Regions from separate parts of the Gossypium hirsutum genome. Here region 1 is linked to region 2. Evidence: chromatin contacts called from public Hi-C data. All regions are on one chromosome and are shown on one strand. The core of a region is the stretch at or near the end of the contact, and the rest is flanking DNA. Distances in the headings are between cores, read along the strand shown. Region 1 holds the start of LOC107924712 (cellulose synthase-like protein D3). Region 2 holds the start of LOC107924772.

Region 1 (3,077 bases), core at 560-3,059, 630 kb after region 2:
GCATCAATGTAACAATCCCGACAAATTTTGAAATCACACTCACAAGGGAGAATATCCGCACCACGTTCATCACTCATTATCTTTGCATCACACCCGGGAACAGCACAGGAAGAGCCTTTTGCACCAGCCATCTGTGGATGGTTTGCTTCAGATTCTATCACCTTGTCCATAAGGTGCGCTCGTGTAACACTATTGAATCCACCAGTAAAAAGCGAATTCGATACATATTGCTCTTCAACCTTCTGAGAAATAGAAGGGTCCATGGGTTGGTTGTCAGGGGTTGGAGGTATATGCACTGTGTAGTTCATGAAATCGCTGCTACTAAGCTCACTATCAAGATCATCCCTTGAATAGCTCACATAGCGACCCGAGGATGTTCTCCGGCCAAATGTCACAGTTGGAGGTATAGGAGGCTTCTGTGACTCAGTTGCATCAGCGGAGATCGACAAAGAAGATCGGGTCCCTTTAAAAGACTTTGAAGCCATGGTTTTTAGCTCTACCAGAGAATTCTCCTAGATCCTGAATTTCCAGAAGACATAAAATTATATCACTAGAAGCACTAGTAGAGATTTCACGGTTCTGAACTACAATCTCATCCTCTATTTGATTGCCAATGTCAACATAAAAGCAACTTAAAATACACATGATTTGGACAATTAACTAATAGATGGTAAAGGTATATAAATCATATGAATTTAATGTCAAATTAAGTCAACATCTGCAATAAAAATCGAAGAACTTTTTCTACGTTAACAGATCTGTACTAAACTTTACAACAAGAATTTTAGATTCCGAGAAAGTTTAAAGGCAACCAGGAGTGGGCCCAGTTAAACAAATCGTTCTCGCTAAGCAAACAATTCAAAAACTTTCCCTCGGTTTACCGCAGTTTCTTGGACACCAAACAAAAAATACCATCGTTGTCATGTTCTCAAACAATAAAATTTCTCGAAAAACACCAAATCTACACGTAGAAAAATCTAAGTATAAACATACAAAGATTATTATGCCTCAATACTAAATCTAAACTTCAATCAAAGCACTAATAGCCAACAGGGTACCTCTAAAGCCCGGATCAAAAAACACCACTTATCCAAAACTTCATTTTATCCCCTCCCTAGCTCCCACATTTCCCCATCAACCAAACAAATTAACCCCAAGAAAACAAAAAGCAACATAAACCCAATTTGCCTTTAAGGAAGAAAAGATCCAAAAATGTCTAAACCAAAAAAAAAAACAGATCTTTAGCATAGCATTAACAACAACAACATAGATAAATGCTCACCCTTTTAATTTGTCTACTTTACGAAAGAAAAAACGATTTTCTTTTCCAGATCTCTTCCTTTAGTCTAATCTTGAACAAAAAAACCTCTTTAAATCAGAACAATCGAAACTCTTTCTCTTTCTATGTTTCTCTCATTTGTCGATCTCCAACTGCTATCTACTAAAACTTATAGAAAGGAGAGAGCTAAGACATAAGGATGGGTGAAGTTTATAGTTGTGTTATGTCATAAAAGAAAAAGGAAGAGACGGGTTTTTGAAGTGGAAAGAGAAGTTTCTTTGAAATGGGTGTTTTCATTGAGAAATGGTGAAGTGAAGTCGCGGAGAACGTGTAGAACAACAATGAGTTGGTCTTAGTTGGAACACCGGCTACTAAAATATTGAAGACTGACTGCCATTGGCCTCTCACCGGCTTTCTCTATATATTTTTTACACACTGTAGAATTTGTGTTATTGGAGTAGGTTTTAGAGGTGTTGATTTTTGGACAAGATAGATAGAAATACAGGTTGCTTTCTTTCTTATGACCCAAAAAGGGCAAGGAAAAAGACTCAAAAATTAGCCATTATTTATGGATTAAATTAAGGGAGGGGTTTTATGGGAATTTTGTACATTAATGAGAAAGGGCATTCATGGTATTTTGGAGAAACCAAAAGGCTTTTTCATTTTAAATAAAAGAAAATGTAAAGGGCAAGTGACAAAGGAAAAATATGTCTTAAGTCTGTCATAAACAAAGTTCATGTGACCATCTGACATTTAAATCATTCTATATTTTTCATAAACAATGTGATGTGTTGTGATTTTTAAGAGAAAATGGAAACTAAGTGGTAATAGTGAAAAAAGAGCATGCAATTTCACATGATTAAACATCATTTTCCTTATCCTATGACAAAATAATAATAATAATAATAATGTCTTTCCTTTTGGGTTTGATTTTACGGTGAGTTAGGAAAATTATTTTGCAAAATAGTTTGGCTTTGTGAATTATTTAGTAAATTAGTCTATAAGGGAGAGGTGACGTAACACCCTCATACCTGATTTGACTTTTAGTGTTAAAGCAATCTCGGCTAATCATTAGGTATTTTGAACATTATCATTTAAACAATCTGATAATATTATATTAGAAATTTAGGGGCATTATTGTTAATCGAGTATGTTTAAAAATTATTTAAATATGATTTTCAATCAATACAAGTGACAAGTATCGATACTAAAACATGAGGTATCGAAACCAAAATGGCATTTTGGAACTCCAAAATTTCAAAATTTTAATGAAAGTATTGATACCTTAGGCCTAAGAATCGATACCAAAATCAATATTGATACCAAAATTGCTTTATGTTTCGAAAATTTTCAATTTCAAGGCCTAGGTATTGATACCTTACCCCTAGTATTAATACTTTGGGTCAAATTGGGGCAAAATTAGTTAGAAAAATTGCTTAAAACCCCCTACATTAATTCAAAACAATCCAACACTTCAAAACCAGTTCAGTTAACCTCAATCTCATTAAATTCATCACAATAACCATATAATAACATCACATATGCAAACATGTGTTAAAATCTTATAAATTCATTTCAAATACTAACAAAATATATATCATTAGATCACCAAAGTAACAAGGTTTTCAAAGTTTTCATTTTAATCCTTCTAACATTCACCCATACCAAGAACCTATATACATGTCATACTAATTCCAAAAATTATACATACTCTAGTGACACTTGAAGCAGTGATGAGATGGGATGCTCTCAACCTCGATATTAGCTTGATGGGATCTACTGTACCTACGCATTAGAA
Region 2 (3,136 bases), core at 286-2,785:
TACGAGGCCTGACATTTCACAAGCTGTTGGAGTTGTGAGCAGGTATATGCATGATCCTGGAAAAGGATATTGGCAAGCTGTGAAATGGATTCTACGGTATCTTCGAAAAACCGTAGATGTTGGTTTAATTTTTGAACAGGATGAAGCACTTGGTCAGTTTGTAGTTGGATATGTTGATTCCGACTTTGCTGGTGATTTAGATAAACGTCGTTCAACTACGGGGTATCTGTTTACTCTTGCGAAAGCCCCAGTGAGTTGGAAGTCTACCTTACAGTCTACAGTAGCTGTGTCTACTACAGAGGCAGAATATATGGCAGTTACAGAAGCTGTTAAGGAGGCTATTTGGCTTAATGGATTATTGAAAGACTTGGGAGTTGTTCAAAGTCACATTAGTCTATACTGTGACAGTCAGAGCGCTATTCATTTAGCGAAAAATCAAGTCTATCATTCAAGAACCAAGCATATCGACGTAAGATATCACTTTGTGCGGGAAGTCTTTGAAAAAGGAAAAATTCTACTTGAGAAGATTCCGACAACAGATAATCCCGCAGATATGATGACCAAGGTGGTAACAACAATCAAGTTTAATCATTGTTTGAACTTGATTAACATCCTGAGAATTTGAGCACCTTTAGGTGTATGGCACTCGAGAGCGCATTTGGAGGCACTACAAAAGATAGCTTTATCGAATTTGGGGAGTTGAAGGAAGTATGTGAAGATGTGATTATCCTAATCAAATCTTCAAGGTGGAGATTGTTGAAAAGTCAACAAAGGTAGGAAGCAACTTGTTAAAAAGGTTGAGCAAGTTGCACCGAATGTTGAAAAGTTGAATGGGATAATTGCAATTTTGGTCCCTAATTTTTTAGGCCATTTGCAAGTTAGTCCCTGAACCTCAACTATAAATAGGCCTTTTCATTTTTCATTTCAACCATCCCAACCAATCTTTCTCTCTTAGTTTTCTCTCTTCTCCCATTTGAGAATTCTTAAGGAATTCTATTTGTTTGTAATATTTTGGAGATAGTAAAGTTATCATCTGGTGTTAGTGCCCGAGGACGTAGGTATAATTTACCGAACCTCGTTAAAACTCTTGTGTTCTTTTTTGTCCTATTTTTCTTTCAATATTTGAGGGTATAATAGTAGTATTTAATTGTGCTATTAAATTACTATAGAAGGGATATTCTGACTAAGGAAAGACTTGGTATTTAAGAGATCATTGTGATCCACCTCTCTTCCCTGGGAATTGAACTTTGTGTGATTTTTTAGTACAATAATTTACACGCTTCCGACCCTATTGAAACAACAATATCTTCTCAATTGCCATTAAATTTGTTGATGATAGTTTTGGAATCTCCCTCTAAAGTAACACTATGAAATCTCGTATCCTTGGCAAAAGGCATGGCTTGGACTTCTGTTGTTTGGACTTTACTTTCATGTACTAGCAAGTTTCTCGCATACCAGAGAGCCCATTAAAAAGTGTAGTATATGGATTGTTCATTAAAAAATAAATGGTATATATAAATGGGCCAAACCAAGTGCGAAGTGGACTACAAGCCTACAATCGAAAAGGGATCCTTTTCTTTGGGTGTAGTTTGTAAACAGCGGAATGGTCAGAGAGACAAATAGCTGAAAGAAGAAAAAAACAGTGTTGGCAGAGAGAAGGGAAGAGATGGGTGAGACAAGGCCAGTGCCAAGGAGAGAGAGCCCATGGGGAATGCCAGAAGGGGAGCATCGGCAACCTAAGGCTCATCGTTGCAACGATCGAGCTGAAGATGTTATCCAAGTATTTCTTTTTCCTTTTCTTCTTATTCTAAAAAAATGGAAAATGGGGAATTTTTTTCGTATTTCATATGTATATTGTTTTGGGGCATAGGAGGAACCAGTAAGCTTGACTTCTGAAGCTAAACTCTGATCTAACTTAAGTTGGGGTAGGGGGACCTGAGATTTTTACCCACTTATTTATTTCTCTACGAAATTGTGGCTTTCCCAAATTCTCAACTTTTAAAGAGAAAGTTTAGAGCCAAGAAATTTGATAATCGTCATTTTGATATGATTTACTCTCCTATGTAACAATGATATTATATAATTATATTGGTTCAACTTCTACAAAAATTCCACGAAACGAACAGATCAATTTTATGTACATTGAGATGCTCTTTGGAAAGGTGCCAGCTGAAGCTGTTTGTGGGTCTTAGAGCACGGTTTGTATGTTGAGATCCTTTTTATTAAACTATTGCCACAAGATTTGGGGGAGTGAGAAAGAAGTAGAAGGATCTTGCCATGATCCTTGTCTGAATAACATTCTCCTCCTGATGTTCATGTTTTGAGCATTTACTGGTCAGCTTTTTGGATCAACGTTCTTGTTTAAATTTGCTTGTTTGGTGCAGGCTTGTTTTGAGGGGAACCCATTTAAGACCGTTCCAGGACCTTTTAAGCTCTTTTGGCAGTGCATGCGTTCTAAACCTGGGTAGGTTTGATTAAGTGTTTATAACAGAATGAATTTGGTCTAGTTTTGCTGTTGTCTCTGTACTCGTATCAAGGTTGAAATTTAGTCTCACTACTTAAATTGTTGTCAATTTAGTCCTCTTATTTGATTTAAAAATTTCCGTCTAATCAATGATAATGTTAGTAAATGATGTTAAAAAGTGCCAATGTGGCATTTGCATTGACACATGTTTCGGATTGACACTAGTATGAAGACTAACTTTCAAACTTAATATTAGTACAGGGATCTGCAGTAGAACTAGACTAATGAATTTCACAGATATGTACGATTGATGATTAAAGTCTTAGTTTAGCTTTTATTTTCCTAGATGTATGTTACTCTTACTCTTTGTTTTTGCCTAAAATATTAGTCTCGCATTTTCAGATGTGGGTATGAGAGCATAATTTTGAGCTGAGTAACGCAGTTGTAGATGCAAGTGAGGCAACTGATTGAATGAAAGTTCTTTTAAGTCTGTTGTTATATTTTTACTGAGTCTTCTACTCTCAGGATGTTCAAAACTGGGTCCTATTCAGTTACACCTTGCAAGCTGTTTTATTTGACCCTATATAACTAATTCTGATTTATATTTCAAGGAATGTAGCGCTTCAATTTTGAAAATTTATGCTTGGTGCTGTGCAGAGAGGAACCAACAGA

What was found. A called contact is a pair of places that touch in the nucleus more often than the background predicts.
Region 1: a contact with region 2 is called in a Hi-C map of leaf, with 2.3 times the contacts expected there. The contact joins the promoter of LOC107924712 here to the promoter of LOC107924772 in region 2. A contact is called at or near these places in 3 of 34 Hi-C or Micro-C datasets (hypocotyl, leaf and petal).

The regions. Positions count from the first base shown.
Region 1 is chrA02:102,195,579-102,198,655 of Gossypium_hirsutum_v2.1, forward strand. LOC107924712 (cellulose synthase-like protein D3) reads right to left here and starts at 1,810. Exons shown (of 4, transcript XM_016855276.2): 1 at 1,283-1,810; 2 at 1-519. The coding sequence starts at 485.
Region 2 is chrA02:101,561,700-101,564,835 of Gossypium_hirsutum_v2.1, forward strand. LOC107924772 reads left to right here and starts at 1,536. Exons shown (of 3, transcript XM_016855356.2): 1 at 1,536-1,780; 2 at 2,385-2,464; 3 at 3,122-3,136. The coding sequence starts at 1,667.